Linked DNA regions of Mus musculus: regions 1 and 2 are each linked to region 3. The links are chromatin contacts, called in public Hi-C and HiChIP or PLAC-seq maps. All regions are on one chromosome and are shown on one strand. Each heading gives the region's core, a stretch centred on a gene start, on an enhancer-like site or on the middle of the called end of the contact. The rest is flanking DNA. Distances are from core to core; before and after follow the strand shown. Region 1 has its middle 39 kb from the start of Gm34902. Region 2 has its middle 69 kb from the start of Gm52779. Region 3 overlaps Scfd2 (Sec1 family domain containing 2).

Region 1 (2,700 bases), core at 30-2,529, 620 kb before region 3:
AGTCTGAGATTTTGTTTGGAGAGGTCCCACTAAGCCACCTCTCTGTTAAGATCCCCTTTCCCAGAGAATTAAATGCATTTAAATATAGCCATTAATTTCTAAATATGCCAATGTTGGCAGTAAAGCTGTGAGAAACAAAGAAGCCTTCCTTTTTCCTTTCCACAAACGTAGATTCATGCATAATACCAACTACTGAACCCTCAGCAAGCTTCTGTTTTGATTTTTAATGTTTGAAAATAGAGGCACTGGAGAGAGGGCTTAGCAATTAGGAGCACTGGCTGACCTTGCAAAGGATCTGGGTTCTATTCCCAGCATCCACGAGGTGGCCTACAACCGCCTTTAATTCCTCTTCCAGGGGGTCTGACGATTTCTTCTGGCTTCTATAGATACCAGGCATCCACTTGGTATACTTACACATAGATAAAAAAAAAAAAAGATAGAAGTAGTTTAGTAATTTTAGGGCAGGGTAAACATTAGAATTTTGTTGTATTCCCTCAAGCTCTTGGACAGAAAAACAAACCAGCCTGACTTATATAAACCAATTTCTGTTTTCTTCTCTGTCTGTCTGTCTGTCTCTCCCTGTCCCCTCTCTCTACTCTCCCACTTTGCTCTCTCCCTCTCTTTCTTTCCTTCTCTCTCCCTTCCTCTCCTTCCTTCCTTCCTCCCCCCCTCTCTCCCTCTCCCTCTCTCTCTCTCTCTCTCTCTCTCTCTCTCTCTCTCTCTCTCTCTTTCTTTCTTTCTTTCTTTCTTTCTTCCTTTCTTTCTTTCAATATAGAGGCTAAGTGACCCTGGGCACTGGCTGACTTGGAACTCATTATGTAAACTAGGCTGGCCTTAAACTCACAGATATCCACCTGTCTCTGCCTCCCAAGTGTATGATAAAGGCATATGACTGATGTGTGTGTGTCTGCACCTTAGGTTTTTTCCCGAAGTCTTTACACAAGAAATACATTCATGGGAACAGGGCATGACTCCATTCTGTCTGCTGAGCCCTTTATAACAAGCTGTCCACTTGTGCTCTCCTCACACCCTCTGTGGCTTTTCTCCAAGATCCCCCATAGGTGAGAGGCCCATTTCTTATTGTCAGAAACTCCAAACAATTGCCTTGAGTCTTGTGTTTTCTTTGTCCCCTTTAAATGTGCATGTGTAGACACAGTCAGCAGACACCAGGGTCAGCGATCTTGTTCCATTTTGTTCCCAGTGTCCCACAGTCTTGCCTGGAGTGTCAGCTTCAGCCCCAGGGCTCTGCCTGACTATAGACCTTTGAACTTTGATGTCCCAGAGCCCAGAGGGAGGCACAGCAAACATGGAGGGAGGACCAGGGATAGTGTGATGTTAAACAGAACACTCTCTGAGCTTTTTTGAGGGAAGCCAGCTGGGTATGACTTCATCACTTTCCCTCATTCAGAGCTTTAAGAACAGCAGACTGCCTGAGCTCCCCAGAGAATGTGGGCTTCCCAGTAACTTGAGATAGTAGGGTGCGCTAAGAATAAGGTATTGCCTGTTTCCAGGGATGGCCCCCTCCTGACTTAGACCAGCACTTCTCAGGACCAGCCTAAGCAAGATGGGAGTTGGTCCTTTCTTTCTTGAGTATGCAAGCTCACTGCCCACCTCAGACTCTGGTATGACACAAGCTGGAGACTGCTTTAGATGGTTTTGCCTTGAATGTGTGAGGTATCCTAATATAGAAGCTTGTGTGTCCAAAAGGGAAAGTTCAGAGTCTGGTCAACCATGATTCTTGAAGCCACCCATGCCTTCCAGAGTAGCTTTCGAGTGGAGTGGATGCCAACTTCAGACATGGGGTGCCATGATCCCTTCCAGCTGTAAACTGTCAGGTCAGAAGCTTCAGACACGGCGGCATGCCAATATCCCTTCGAGAGGATGACAAATCCCAGGATGTCAGAGATTTAGTGGCATTTTGTTCGCAGGCAATCCTGCACACAGGTTGGTAGGTTTCTGTTTTTAGGGTCTTTCTACATCTCAGCTGGGTGAGAGATTTCACTCCGAGACCCAGAATCTCCAGTTTCAAGAGCTTCTATTGTTGTTTCCTAGGTCATGTCCTTGAATGAGGAGTGGCCTCATCCATAGGACCATGACTCCATTTGTGTAGGGGCTGAGAGGTACTAAGGGCTCTGGTAGATATAGTGAACCAAGAGGAAAGAGACAGAAGATCAACATTAACCTACATTGACTCCCTTTAGGGCATCATCTTGCAGATACATACTGTCAATTGGAGTTCTTTTTAGTGTTTTTAATTTTGCCTCTCTTTTGGTGTTTTCCTCTAGCCGGGAAGACTCTTTTGACTTTAATAAGGTTTCCTACTAGCAGGTGGGAGTTCCTCCCCTTGTGTGCTGAAAGGCAGAGAGCAAAAGCAAAGGCTTACAGAGGAGTCTGTAGGAGGGATATATTTGAAGTGGGGAGGAAAGAACTGTGAGAAACAGGTGCATGTTGTAGCTTTGTGATACTAGAACGCCAGGGGTTAGGCACCTAATAAAGAAGTCTGTTTATTTACAATTCTGATAGCTAAGCAAGCGTACAGGCATCTAGTAGACTTTGGTGAGGGACTTACGGTGGATTGCCTCACATTGACAAGAGAGCATGTGACAGTGGTGGATGGCATATTCCAGAAAGGGACTCAAGGGGATATACATTTTCACAAAAAATACTCTCAGTCTCCCAAGACCTGTTTGACTCCTGTAA
Region 2 (2,772 bases), core at 108-2,607, 560 kb after region 3:
CAGGGGGCTCCTGGTTTCCCAGCTTCTGTGAATTGTTGGCTGTGCTGGGGTGGGCTTTGGTGATACATCTTTGAGTCATTTCTGCTCCTGTAGATAATGCCTTACCCATACTCCTATAAGTAACTCACTGCTTATAAATAAAGCTCATCGCTTCGCCAAGTTGGCCTTTGGTGGCATCCTTGCTTTGGCCTGTCGTTGCTTCCCTATCTGGGAGATTTGTTCATGTGTCCCCAAGAATAACGTCACATGGCAACTTCTCTCAGGTCTTCACCTACAGCTTCCTTTCCAGAAACCTCCGGGACTAGTTTGTAAGAATTCTTTGGCCCTACCTAAAGCTACTCTGATCTAAGGTGGTGTGCCTAGTCCTGTCTACAGGAATTTGAAGTCCAGAAGGCAGTCAATATTTCCTGAGGAATGGAGCCATAAGAAACAAGAACTGGGTCTGTATGGGCATTCAAATGTGAGGAAGCCAGCTTGCAAGGGAGAAGAGGGTGAGGTATCTATGCAGAGACAAGCCTGCAGAGGGGGCTCAGTTCCAGGATTCCCGTCCCAGGCCTTCTGAACTGGCTGGGTCCCCACCCCCAGGTATGTGAGATGTGTCTCTGTAGTTCCAGAAATATGTCCTCCTCACATCACCAAAAAGTCTCTGCCTGCTGAAATGGATTTCAGTTCTCGAGACTAAACGATCTCTAACCAGGAAAGGCCTTTACTGTTTGTGAGTTTTCAGTATCCAGACTAGCATTGTCTTAACCAGCTCACAGAGGCTCAGCGTTACCTCAGTCAGCTCACAGAGTCCCACCAGAAAAACAACAAAGTCTTTCTAAAAAACACATAGGGAGGGCTCAAGCAGACCGACTGGGAAAGAACCAGGTAAAGGGGGGGGGGGGGTCACTGCATGACATATGCATGCCTGTGATGTGGGTCACTATTGTATTGGAGGTCAACAAATGGTTCCTTAGTCTTCAGGGATCAAAGGACTCCGGCCTCGCCCAGATCCCATGTGCTTACACGGGGCTGTATTCACCAAGTTATCTTTGTTACTGGGATGATAGGAATTGACCCAGGCCTCTTCCCTGAAGTGGTTTTGCTCTCGTTACTTCTGAATCCCCTAATGGCTCTGGGATTTTGTCCGTCGCCACACTCCTTCTGTGAGCTACTTTCTGTCCAGATTGTTTACTCAGAGAATGCAGGCCAGGGTGCCGGGGATGGTTGTCTTTTTCTTTCAGCAGAATTCTGCACTCCCCTTCTTGAGTCACACTCCACATTCCTTCGATGCTTCCTTTGAGCTGGTGGGGGTGTTTTTTTGCAGCAAAGCCATTGGCTGCATGAGCCCAGGAAGGCTTTGTCCTCAACCTTGTACTAGGAGCTGACCCTCTGGTACAGAGGGGGCGAAGTGAGAAGCGGTAAACAGGAAACCAGCAGGCCTGGCTTGGCCTGGGGATCAGAAAACATCAGATACCGTGCTTGGCCCTGGAGCTGGATCATAACCTTCTGGGGTCACAGTGTCTTCCAGGCTGGTTCGGGGTGTGTTCTCAGCAGTTTTGGATTGTCAGTAACTCAGGAAGAGTCTGTCCTAAGACGCCGACTCAAGAATGTCTCGGTTTCAAAGGTTACTGTGTTAGACAAACAGATCAAGCAGAGAGAGTTCAACAGTGAGAATGGCCAAGGGATGGGCCTGCCCACCACCACCTGTATCAACTGCTGCTTTCTCAGGCCGTCTCACATCTCCAGTTCTCCTGGGCTGGCTGCATTTTCTATAAATTCTCAGCTATAACTGCACTCCTCTTTCAGAGTCAGCATCCCCATAGCAAAAACAAAATGCTTGAAGATAGGTCCTCTCTGCTCACCAGAGTTTATGACCCTAAGTGGCTGACACACAGCAGGAGTTGAACAACTATTTGTTGAATGAATGGATGAGTGAATGTATGAATGTATGAATGAGTAAATGAATGAGTGAATGAATGAATGAATGAATGACTTTCTCTAAGGCTGATTGCAACTCACAGTGAGAATGCTCTCTTCCAGTTGTACCCACCAATTCCTTTCATCTTCAACTATCAGGTCCAAGGGCATGTCTGCAGCCAGACTTTGTAGGAAAGAGCTGAGCTTCCTAGGAAACCAGAAAGGGGCCTTTTGTAAGGAACATGTCAGGGGTGTAATAAGTCACATGGAAGACAAAAGTTGAGAGATGGAATGTTGGGGATGGAAAGGTTTAAGCAGAGAGGGTCATGGGAATATGGCAGAAGCCAGAAGGTATGAGGGAGGACGGGATGCCAAGGGAGGATGGCTGGAGAGCCACATGGAAACTTACTACCCTACAACCCAATTATAAAAATAATTGACGGGATAGTAAAATACACACAACATGGAAGGTTTTGGGGAATACTGGGATTAGAGGATTAAGTAGCCCCAGAGGTTTTAAAAACAACACAGGCTGTTGTTATTGTCCTTGGTCACCCTCTAAAACTACACGGAAAGACCCGATTGCTCAAGGAACTTTGACTGCAGGATATGGAGAAACCAGTGTCAAGCCGGTCAGAATACCTCTTCCTTGCCGGCCAGCTTTCATAGCGCCCAAAGACACCATGAAGACTGCAGGATGGGGGAGAACATCCATGGTCTGGCCCTGCACGCTGCAATCCTGGCCTGTCAGGCACGGTTGGCCACTGGTGCAACAGTGCATGAGTCTTGTAGAGTTACTAACAGCTCTCTGATTGGACCGAGGCCTGCTCCACAGAATGAAGCTTTATGCCTACCTAATTCTATAATCCT
Region 3 (2,700 bases), core at 89-2,588:
CTCTCCTCCAAGACACTACTCCCAGACTGACTCCACAGAGGTGGCTCGCTGCCTTGATAAGGCCACAGAGTCCATCCATACAGCATCAGTGTGCAGCTCCCTTGCAGACACACCCCTACACTGCCTTAGCCTGCTGGGTACGCATGATTCCATGACAGCTCAGAGTGCACTGCATCAGGGTGCCTGGGGCTCCTCACAAGACTTAGGGAAGAAAAACACTTATCTACTTCCATACCCTACACAATGCCAAGTACACAATGGGAAATCAATAAATATTTGTTGAACACACATATGAGGTCAGTGGGATACAGCTCAATTCTCAAACATAGCCAGATATATCTTTTTTAAAAATTCTACATAGCACACCCTGATACAATTGGTTAGGGTACAATCAGACATAGCATGGATCTCTAGTCTGTGAAAGCCACTGTAATTCGGCATTGCCTGCTGTTAGGAGATAGGGGACTAGGTTTACTCTAAGCTAGTTTCCACTAGAAAATGTTACTGGTGAAGTAGTTTTAGCAGATGTTTTGAATACAAACTGACACTGCAAGGTAATGATTTAGCAGATAACTAAAAGTTAGAAAGTCAGAAGGGAGAAGTGGGGGACGCCTTTCAACTGCCCAGCTTTGTTATGGGGTGGGGAGCTGTTATTTTCTGCCTAGGTTTTTCATCAAGCGGAGATCACTATATTTAAGGGAATTTAACAAGAGTAAATACAGAGAAGTACAGTAATGAAAACTAAGAATATGCCTGTGTTGTTAGGACAGTCCATAATTATGAATTTTATGTCTTCATGCATCACGATTGGTTCTTAGACACTTCCCATGCACCCAGACTTTGGGCTTCGTGTCTGGGATTCAGAGGTGGGGAAGACAACAGCTCTCCTTAGAAGGAACTGACAGTAAAGAATGCAAGCATCCTAATGACAAAAACCCCATCTATAATCTTATGCCCATGCATGGAAGAAGCAACAGGGGAACTGGGAGCAGGCTTGCCAGGAACAGCCCAGTCTGTCAAGCGCATGCTGTCAATCAGGCAGACCAGAGAAGGCTGAGGTTGGTCAGTATGTGGCTCTTCCCATCGTCCTTACAACACCAGCTCAGTGGGATCCTCTGCCATGGCCATGCTCTAGCAGAGCGGCCCAGCTCGTGTGCTCCCATAGCTTCTTCAGATCATATCTTCAAGCTGTGCCTGCATTAAAACTTGTCTCTAAGAACTTGCTAAACTTGGGAAAGGGAGGGGGCTTCATTTTCCTTCTGCAGTAACCTACATTGGCCACCAAGAGGCGCTATGGATCAACAAATGAGTGTACGCTGCTCTGTGGGACTCTGAAGTACAAACCCAGATTAACCAGCATCAGAAGGCCAGCAACTCTTGTTGGAAGACAGATGTTTGTCCAGCAGAGTACAGATGCTTTTGACCAAAGTTCCAAAATAAATCTTTCTTGTAAAGTTTAGTTAGAAGGCAGAGACTGTTTCTTACAGAGGTTTCCAAAGCTAAAAATAACTTCTTTCTCAGTGGGTCAACTTGGGTAGGGAAATAAAAAGGCAAACAAAACATTAAATAACAACAACAACAACAACAACAACAGACAAGCTCAACTCTCACAAGTTAAAATGAAGCTCTGGGGGCGATGAGAACATCTCTTTGAAAGGACACATGCTGGAAGCGGCTCTGATCATGTCACCCTTGGCCTCAGTTTTGAGTGACCCCATTCGAACAGGAACTGTCCTTACTCTCCAGGCAGAACTGGCCAACGCTTCATGTTTGTAACATTGCAGTCAGTTGCCATGGGAAGTAATCTACTGCTGCAGGCATCTTTTGGGTTAGCACTCCTGGATCATACAGAGGCAAAAGCAGCCAAGCAAACGGTAAATCTTGTCTGCGCTAGTGTGTTCTTCTTAGGGCTTAGTGAGAGTCAGAAAAACTGGGCAAAACTGTTACAATAGGAATTTTTAAAACTCTGCTAAATACTTGTGCAGAACTTTGGGAATGAACTTTCCATTGACTGAGACCACTCTTGAGCTCACTAGTCATGGGCAGGTTTCTCATTTTCTTTGTACTAGACAAATTGAAGGCTGGTACTATAAGTGGCTCTATTAGGATAAAAGTGAAAGACTTAGCTCCCCAGAGTTTTAAATATTTCGTTTGAAATTAGCTGTGTAAGTATTTTTCAAAAGCCTCCTAGAGAACCTGAAAACACAAATATTTCCTAAGGCTTCTTAAGTATTTAACGACATTAAAAAAATGCTCAAAATATTACCCAGCCTTTTCCCCCCACCCACATCCTCTCCCCTGGAAGAGAGAAGAAGCAGAAGTCCTTGCCATACTAATCATATTTGGGTGGTTACCACTGGCTAATTATAATACAATGGGCTATTTTCAGATTCCTAAAAATAAGGGAAACTTCATCAAATGCTGGGAAGGGCTGTGCAAGGGCGCCACACGGTCCACATGACACCCACAAGGGACAAATGTGAGAAACATTTCAATCACATGAAAAGCAAGGGCACCACGCGGACCACTTGACACTTTGAAGAAACCAACTCGGGAACATTTCAATCACACGGAAGCAGAGAGGATGAAGGAAACAAGTTTACTAGAAGCGTGCCGTGGGAGCGATGCAACTCGCCCAAACTTCCAATGATGCTGGTGGACCTCTTCTGTGTGCATCTTGAAGGAGACTGAATGCCATGC

What was found. A called contact is a pair of places that touch in the nucleus more often than the background predicts. HiChIP or PLAC-seq counts read pairs in DNA pulled down with a chosen protein or histone mark.
Region 1: a contact with region 3 is called in an H3K27ac HiChIP or PLAC-seq map of heart atrium, with 5 times the contacts expected there. The contact joins two enhancer-like sites. A contact is called at or near these places in 5 of 484 Hi-C or Micro-C datasets (the 3T3-L1 cell line, 3T3-L1-derived adipocytes, cerebellum and 2 more), 2 of 115 datasets of contacts at active chromatin or transcription factors (embryonic stem cells and heart atrium) and 1 of 9 other capture datasets (embryonic stem cells).
Region 2: a contact with region 3 is called in a Hi-C map of uterus, with 4 times the contacts expected there. The contact joins two enhancer-like sites. A contact is called at or near these places in 2 of 484 Hi-C or Micro-C datasets (both in uterus), 1 of 115 datasets of contacts at active chromatin or transcription factors (fibro-adipogenic progenitors) and 1 of 9 other capture datasets (embryonic stem cells).

What each region holds. Positions count from the first base shown.
Region 1 is chr5:73,689,037-73,691,736 of GRCm38.p6, forward strand. No RefSeq gene overlaps it. Among named protein-coding and RNA genes, the nearest start is that of Gm34902, 39 kb to the left of the region's middle. Within about 2 kb of position 1,280, at least 12 of the 459 cell types and tissues checked have an H3K27ac peak or open chromatin away from gene starts, as enhancers often do. A contact at or near this core is called in heart atrium, where this site is marked.
Region 2 is chr5:74,873,549-74,876,320 of GRCm38.p6, forward strand. No RefSeq gene overlaps it. Among named protein-coding and RNA genes, the nearest start is that of Gm52779, 69 kb to the right of the region's middle. Within about 2 kb of position 1,358, at least 27 of the 459 cell types and tissues checked have an H3K27ac peak or open chromatin away from gene starts, as enhancers often do. A contact at or near this core is called in uterus, where this site is marked.
Region 3 is chr5:74,310,308-74,313,007 of GRCm38.p6, forward strand. All of the region lies in intron 5 of Scfd2 (Sec1 family domain containing 2), which reads right to left. Among named protein-coding and RNA genes, the nearest start is that of Gm32064, 4.9 kb to the right of the region's middle. Within about 2 kb of position 1,339, at least 31 of the 459 cell types and tissues checked have an H3K27ac peak or open chromatin away from gene starts, as enhancers often do. A contact at or near this core is called in heart atrium and uterus, where this site is marked.